Linked DNA regions of Gossypium hirsutum: region 2 is linked to region 1. Evidence: chromatin contacts called from public Hi-C data. All regions are on one chromosome and are shown on one strand. Each heading gives the region's core, a stretch centred on a gene start, on an enhancer-like site or on the middle of the called end of the contact. The rest is flanking DNA. Distances are from core to core; before and after follow the strand shown. Region 1 holds the start of LOC107895515 (IST1-like protein). Region 2 holds the start of LOC107895614 (NEP1-interacting protein 1).

What was found. Hi-C and Micro-C count contacts between places; a contact is called where the count stands out from the background.
Region 2: a Hi-C map of leaf shows a contact between it and region 1, with 1.6 times the contacts expected there. The contact joins the promoter of LOC107895614 here to the promoter of LOC107895515 in region 1. A contact is called at or near these places in 2 of 34 Hi-C or Micro-C datasets (both in leaf).

Annotation. Positions count from the first base shown.
Region 1 is chrA11:23,858,808-23,862,984 of Gossypium_hirsutum_v2.1, reverse strand. LOC107895515 (IST1-like protein) reads right to left here and starts at 1,824. Exons shown (of 7, transcript XM_016820784.2): 1 at 1,633-1,824; 2 at 1,395-1,527; 3 at 1,167-1,270; 4 at 905-1,076; 5 at 663-803; 6 at 479-582; 7 at 1-395. The coding sequence starts at 1,724. It also overlaps a transcript of LOC107895481 not described here.
Region 2 is chrA11:24,121,806-24,125,982 of Gossypium_hirsutum_v2.1, reverse strand. It overlaps LOC107895614 (NEP1-interacting protein 1), which reads right to left and starts at 1,942. Exons shown (of 6, transcript XM_041081411.1): 1 at 1,165-1,942; 2 at 711-791; 3 at 614-708; 4 at 383-466; 5 at 126-293; 6 at 1-32. The coding sequence starts at 1,318.

The sequences.
Region 1 (4,177 bases), core at 575-3,074:
TGCTGCCAACAGGATAATCTTCAATTTCTATTTCTTCATCACAATCTGATTCATCAAACTTTATATCTGAATGTGCAGCAGGGGCATGATTGTAGCTGTGTCTCCTACAGGTCTTTCCACCTCCATTGTTGCCGGGTCTTACATCCTCAGTACTTGGAGGGTTGAACGTCCCAAAACTCCGAGATTCATACATTCTCCTAGTTCCAGGAGGAGAAGTTGGAACAGATCCTCGAGCAGCGTTGCCTACACAACCAGATGCTTCACTAAATAGATTACTCTCTCGGTTGGCCAAATATGCAGCAGCTTGTGCGGCAGTAATTGCTTTTTTTGCAGATTCTTCTGCTGCTTCTGCAGCTGCAACCGTGTCTTTAAAACGATTATGGCCCTCTTCTCCTCTGCCACATTATTTTTAGTAAGAACAAAGAATATAAACAAGTTAGAAACAGTTGATGGTGAAAATTTTTGATTGAAAACTGACCTAGAGCAGAGTTTCCTGGTCATAGACTCTTTTGGTTCCGGACAATGATTTGTAGCAGGTTTCACAGGTAAGCTGGTTGCACTAACGAATGTACGTGGCCCCTCCTAATCAATTAGAAAAGCACATTAGTTTATATTAGAACGACAAAGAAATGAGCTTAGAATGAATGGACTTGTGAACTAACAATAAGCTCTTCAGGAGGCTTGAGCAGCTCCTTTTCTGATTCAGTTGTATCCCATTCTATGTTGTGATCCTTAGCTATTTCCTTCATGACTTTCAATTTTGCTTCACCTGTAGGAGTTTTAACTGAGAGCTTGTCAATCAGCTGTAGGAACAGAGACAAGCAAAGGCAATGTCAGTAATCTCAACAGCAAGCTAAATTTGATATCCTACAATGGAGCAATCATGATAAAAGAGAAAGCTAACCAAGCGATTAACACCGCAGTTGGGCCGCAGATCAGTGGCAGCAGCTACAAAATCTCTTCCGTATTTCTTCTCAAAAATGTTTCTAATTTCTATTAGCTCTGGAATCTCAGCACATCTTGGGGCCGCAAATATCAAACTAGCAATTCCTTCTTTCAGATCAGCAGGGCATTCCCTGTAATAGTTGGACTGCTTTAGTAACATTTTATTTTATGTAAAGAGAAAATCTATAGAAAGTACCCATGGTGTCATCAGGCTGCCTCACCTACGCTTCTTGATGATGGAAAGCCTGGCTACCACTAACTCACAAAAGAGCTCAATGAACTCATTTGCAGCTAAAACATTTTGTTCTCTCATGACATGTTCAACCTAAACATCCATTCCCAATATAAGAAGCAAAACAGACAAAGATAAACAGGAGGACTTTTAAATCTATATATATGATGGTGTAATGCTACTAATGGTGAACTAAACAGTAACGCAAAATGAATACTCGAATGCGGGCGGTGGCATCTTGACCAGACTGAAGAAGCAAGGCGATGTCACGCCTCATTTGTTTCAGCACTACTTGTCTCTTGTTCCTGAGTAGCTTTATCCTTGCAACCGCCATTTTGGCAGCCGTTTTGCTGGATAAATAACAAGAGAAACGAAACAAAAGTAAAGAAATGGAAACCCAGAATTGAAAAAAAAATACTCTTTTTTTTTTGGTTTTTAAGGAAAATGGAGGGTACCATTTGGAGGAGTTGAAGCCATTGCCGAAGAGAGAGAGCGTAAGCTTCATGAGCTTCTTGGAATGTGCAGTGGCGGCAGCCGCGACCGTCATGGCTTGCACCCTTGGCCTTGCAGAGGATCTAAGAAAAGAAGAAGAAGAAGAGTGTCTATTTGTAACGGTTGGATTGGCAAAAAAGGCATTGGGATACACTGTATTTTCAGCAATACTTAAATCCTTTTCATTGTCTGGGTCCCACTTTCTTCTACAGCGACCAATGTAACCGTTATGTGATTTGATACGTGGGAAGAATCCGATGGGGATCCTATCAGCTTTTTGGGCTTCAATTTGGATCAAAGAAGCCCATTTTCCAATGTCAAATGGATTTTTAATTTTGAATGTTACTGGGCCTTCACTCACTTTTTTTATTTATATAAATTTTCTAATAAACCGAACAAGAAGAATTGGAAGTTTTTATTTCTTTCTTCTTCAAATATATTTTAATGAAATAGCTTTTTTTTTAATTTACAAAAATAACACTGGGAACTTGATGAGGTGGAAAAATGTGGTTTGTCAAATGTTAAAAGAATTAAGATGTTTTTTGTTTGAAGTTAAACAATTCTCTATGATAATGAATCATATCTTTAATTGATTTGGTTGAGTTTCTGTTCCACTCATATAAAAGGCATGGGTTAAGCTTCATAAAAGTATCATGGACACAATTCTCCAAAAAAATATAAAATTACTTCAAAACTATAAAAACTTTTAAATTTTTTAAAAATTTACTTTAAAAAAAATTTAAAACAAATTTAAACAAATAATCATCAAAGTTCACTCTAAAGTGATTTTTTAAATAATTATAAAAAATATAAAAATATATTTAAAATTATTTAATAATTATAAATAATGATTAAATTTTTTAAAATTCATATATACATGCATGTTTAAAGAAATCAAACATACCCATATATAATATACACAGATATCTTTTTAATCCAATTGATATTTTTAGTTAATCAAGTTGATAAGTTCTATTTTATTAATTTCTTATAATCGTTAATAAATGTTAACTAATTTTCTATAATTATTTAAGAAATAACTTTAAAATAAACTTAGACAAATGGTTGTTGAGGATTATTAAAAATTATTTAGTTTGGAGATTTTTTAATTTTTAAATATTTAATAATGTGGCAAAATGTATCAGACCAGAATGAGGTACGCCTAGTACACCACGTGTAATTATCCGGTTGCTTCGTTAGACACGTCATTACTAAAAATAGAAATGGATGGAAACTTTAAGAAATTGATTAGTTTAGACTAAATGTAATCCAAAAAGCTGATGACTCAAATGGAGAGGATGGATGGAATAATCCACAAGAACCATACATAATATAGTTATATCAGATTAGTTGGAGTTATGAACATAAGTTTGAGAGATCTGCTCCGCAGTCTCTAATCCTTTCGTCTTATCACTTTCTCCCATATATCATTTCTGAAGTCTAAGAAAAATTGGAAAAAGAGAAATTTACAAGGTCTCAAATACCAAAACTGGGGGAGAAACTATTAAATCTCAATATCAGCAGAAGATAAAACACATGATATTTCATTCTATAACAATAATTTTTGTGTAATGTACAATTGGTTGGAGTTTATATAAATAAATAAAATATCCGAGGCATGTCCTCTAAAATTTGGATGCCTCGGCACAACAAATAGAATTGGGAAATCACTATTGAGAGATGATGTTCAGGAGAGAGGTCCTTGCTTTGATCAACTGCCTAAACACGCATTCCAAACGATTCTCTAGGCCTTCAATCCCACTTTCCAACTCCACCAATCTTTTATGAGCCATCTGCAACTTCTCAACATCGCAAGTATGTCTGCGAAGTGCAGCATCCACGCTTTCCAATTCATTTACATTCTCTTCACACGATATTACCCCCTTGTGCATCATCAACTTTGACACCACAGACCATCTTGTTTGCTTTGAGGAAACTGTTGATGACAAAAATGAGAAAAATAATTGCAAGATTGAAGCACTGATTGCATTAACTTGTGTTAGGACTCGAATCACAGCTGAGAAATGATGATACTGCTCCTCGTCCTGGTGCTGGTCCAGGAGGAGTGGTGATGCTCCAAGTTTGTTTCCCATTTGCTTCAACTCTGTGATCAATTTCTTTCCTTTCACTGCAGCAAAATTGACTTTTAGCGGCGTTTTTTAATGTCTTTAGCGGAATTTTTACAAGTGTCACAAAAAACGCCATTAAAGGTCATAAAATTTTAAAAAAAAATAAAATATTATAAAGGTCATAAAAAATTATATAAAAAGCTTAAAATTCATTATCAAAATATTGAGAAGAATAATATTCATGATATAAATATAAAAATTTTCTATTAAAATTCATTATCAAATTAAATTTTCTATTAAAATTTTAACTTTAAAACTACATACAAAAATTAAAGAATTTAAATTTAAAATTTAAAATAATAAATTAATAACACAATTAAAATCCAAAAGTTAAAACTCAAGTTATCTTAAATATTAAAATAAAAATAAAAATTTTGAA
Region 2 (4,177 bases), core at 693-3,192, 260 kb before region 1:
AAGCTCCTAACCGTTTCTCCGAGCTGAAAGTCCTGCATAAAGATAAAATGAAACACCAGACGTCAACCAGACAAGCTTCTTTGATGTTACTAGTTCAAAAATCGAAAAAATATATATGGTTGGACCTGAAGGCAAACTGTACAGGAGACTTTCTCCCCAGAAGCATCGACATTGTTATTTTTAGTGATTATGATCTTTGGGATTTTTTCAACCAAATCTCCAGCCAATCCTTTAACACCACCAGTGTCGAAGATGTTCTGAACCTCCTCAAAAGGTGTTTCAGAAGCTCCCATCTGATAACAGAAACTGAAATCATTAGCAAATGGCTGATTGATGGAACCATCAAGTTGTGGCACACAAACCAAACTCCTCAGCATATTACCTGACTTTGGACTGCACTCAGCATCGCCGGACCAATTCGTTCTCGGACAAGCCTCCCACTTAGAAGGCTTGCAATGACATCAATCTGCAAAATTATTTTATCACAAACTCATCAATTTAGATAAACCAAGTCCAAGAGTTGTGTTTTATATCCCTCTTTTCATTGACATAGAAAGCACAAATCAAACCAAAACAAAACTGTAAAATCAGGTGAATAAACAAAAGTGCTCACCAAATACAACAAGCATCCGATCCCGGATTCATCTGATTGCCAAAGAACAAGAGAAGATTCGAAAACTTCGATTGAAAAAACAGCTCCAGATATAGCCCAACTGCGGCGCCTCGAACGAACCCACTCTCGGTCTCTTGTCCTATCAAAGCCCCCGTCATGGCACCTAACAGGGTGCCCACTGCACACAAACAATGTCAATCTCATTCCCAATACTTGAGTACATGATGGTTAAGCTTAGTATCAAGCATTAATTCTAAGAAACCAAACAAAAAGTCATTAATTCTAGGTGTATTTTAGAAATAAATGTAAGACAAATTAATCCAAACTGCTTTGTCTGCACGCAAGATATTCTCATAGTATCGCAATCCAACAAAACAGCAACATGAAATAATAACATCAAAGTAATATATATATATCAATTTATTGCAAAACCGACATCAAAGGCCATGAATAGATCAATAATCAAATGGCTTGAATGAAACAATATTTACATATAAATTAGATCTACAACGAGAAATTGAAACGCTTCGAGACGAGAGAAAGAAACGAACCTAATGCAAAGAAGAAGGTTAAGATCGCAGAGAAAATGTTGCCAATAATGGCGGAAAAGGCGAAATTGCAAAAATCTTTAAGCTTTTCAAGGAAATCCCCAAAGAAGGAAGGTGGAGGCCTCGAAAAACGAATTTGGTATTCATGAAATTCCATTCTTTTTCTCTCTTTTTTTTTTTCACTTCCCTTGGATTTGGGTGATTGTTGGAAAATGAGACCGGTTATGGGTGATCTACAAGTACAGGATTTAAGAACGAAGAAAGCTTATATATATATAAGGGAATTAAAGAAAAAGAAGAGAGAAAGGGTATGTATGCTTAGTGCAGGGATTTAAATAGCGGTCCGTTATCGAAATAGCGGCCGTTATATAGCGGTAACGGCACCATCCGAAACCGCTACTGCCGAAACCCACTATATCTGCAATACACAATAAGTAATGTAAAATTTACGACCGCGATACCTACAATGACCGCAATAGCATTCGTTATGTCCGCAACCGCGATAAACGCAATGCGACCGAAAACACGACCGCGACCGCAATTTAAATCCCTGGCTTAGTGCTTAAGAGATAAGAAGAGAAAGGAAATGAACCAACTCGCATTTAAAGCTTAATTTCTTTGTTAGACCCTCGCTTCCAGTTTTTCTCTTTTGAGAACATGAAAATTTCTGACTTGTGGATGAAAGAGACGATATTCTCTCTCTCTCTGTGAAGCAGTTTAATATCTTTATTTAATACACGAAAAAAAGGGTTTTAAATGCATAAATAAAATTAAAGTTATTAAATTGTAATAGTGATCATTGTCAAAAACTCATAAATGAAGTGGACTTCAAATATTCATGGTCTAAAATGTTCATTGTAAAAACTCATAATCACTCTCCATTTTCATCTTTAAAATTTGGATGATTAGCACTCATTTTTTTAAAAATATCAATTGGTTTTACTTTGCTTTTGATGTTTTGCCAACTCTTTATTAAGACATGGATCCCTTATCTCAAATAAAAAAGACATGGATCCCTTCAAACTTCAAATAACCCCATCTCTCTCCACATTTAGCAATTTTTCCACCATTTTAAACATGATTCCTAGCTTCCCCTTTTTCTTCTCTTTGTTTTTGCTTTTGGTTGGATGACTATGATTTTCCTAATATCCCCAATTATTACTTTTTTTCCCACTAACCTAATAATCACTTTTTAAGTCACCATTAATATTGTAACCATTGTCGTATTTCTTTTCTTTTGCCGATTAATATTATATACTTGAAAAGAGCCGGGAATTAAAGGGGAAGGGATGCTTCCTTTCTTTTCCCTTTGCTTAAATGATAGATTATTTATCCGAGTCTATCAGCATATTTCCTTTCTATGTATGGATGTGGTCGGATTGAGGCTCATATTAACATATAGGTCTATTTATATTTAGGGAAAGAAAAAAACAAAATTTACAAAAAAAAATAATTTTAATTTAATATTTCACATTTTAATATATATATATTTAAAACTTTACATATAAACAAATTAGTATATTGTTTATATCATAGTATTATATATTTTTATAAATTTTTATTTTTTATGTGATATAAAATATATTATATATATAAAATAAAATAATATGACATAATTTTTAAAAAATAAATAAAACTCAAGTCTTAAATGTGGAGTCAAGTTTGAAAACAGAAGCTAAATAAGTCATATATGTCAAAAAAAAATTTCTTTAACTAAATAAGTTGATATTTTGAAAATTTAGGGAAATAGACTGTTTTTTGAGAGAAAGTAAAAAAACGCTCCAACTGGACGTGTTTTACCTTTAAGTTACATTTTTTTAACTTTTTTAATATAATCAAATTCTTTGGTGAAATGATTAAATGTTATTCATTAAGTTTCAAGTTTGATTCTTCTCCCACCTACATTTATATTTTTTTTCTTTTTTTTAAAAGTTTTTTATATTTTTAATTAATGTTTTTAACATATTAACTTATTTGGTTAAACGGTTAAATAATAATAATTTCATTCTTTATACTCAAGTTCAATTTCTTAACTAGATGCAATTTCTCACTTTTAAAAAAAAAAAATCGACATATTTAGCCAATAAACTTTATATATATATATGACTAATTTAACAGAAAAAAATTATTTTTTGCTCAAAAACAAAAATTTGAGCTTCTACGTATAACCCAATCATTGAATAAGCATATATATATATATATATATGCATGTAATTCTTGTTACTTGCACTCCAATGGTAACGGTCATAAGCTCCCAATGAGTTACGTTGGAGCCAATGCAAAGTCCCAAAAGAAAACAAAAACAAAAACAGACATACAAGTGGGAGGGAAAATATCTCATTCGTTTATCAAAGAAGGAAAAAGGAAGAAATGTTAAAATTAATTATTTTAAAAAAATAAAAGGTAGGCGAAAATCAAAAGAAACCAACTAAAGTGTTGCATGCCTTTCAAGTTAAGATGATGATGGCATTGATGGAAGAAAATAAAAATGATGCAACATCTAAATCACAACCGTCGCATGCATCACCCTTCCTCTTCCACACACGATTTTAGATTATATTCATCCTTCTAAGTTTCAATTTAACAGTCCCATTACATCATCATCACCTTTGAAATTCAATTTTAGGTGTATATTGAAATGACCTCTATTTTTTTTTAATTTAAAATGTAAATTTAATTGTTATTATCGTTAAAATTCTACTATTAAATATCAGTTTATTACAATATTATTTTTTTATTATATAATTATAAAGTGTTTTTTATTTGAAAATGTCACACAAATAAATTTAAAAATAAATAAAATTTAATAGTGTTAATAATTGAACATAAATTTTAAAATCTGAAATGTTAAACAAATTAAATCCTAAACATGTGAAGAGTGTTAAGATTTAGAATAAAATTTCACCATATATTCTTATCAAGAGATAAAAGAAATTTTATATTTGAACCGGAGATATGATACCAACATAAAAGAAAACGAGTCATTTATCACTACACCAATTATTATAGTTTTACC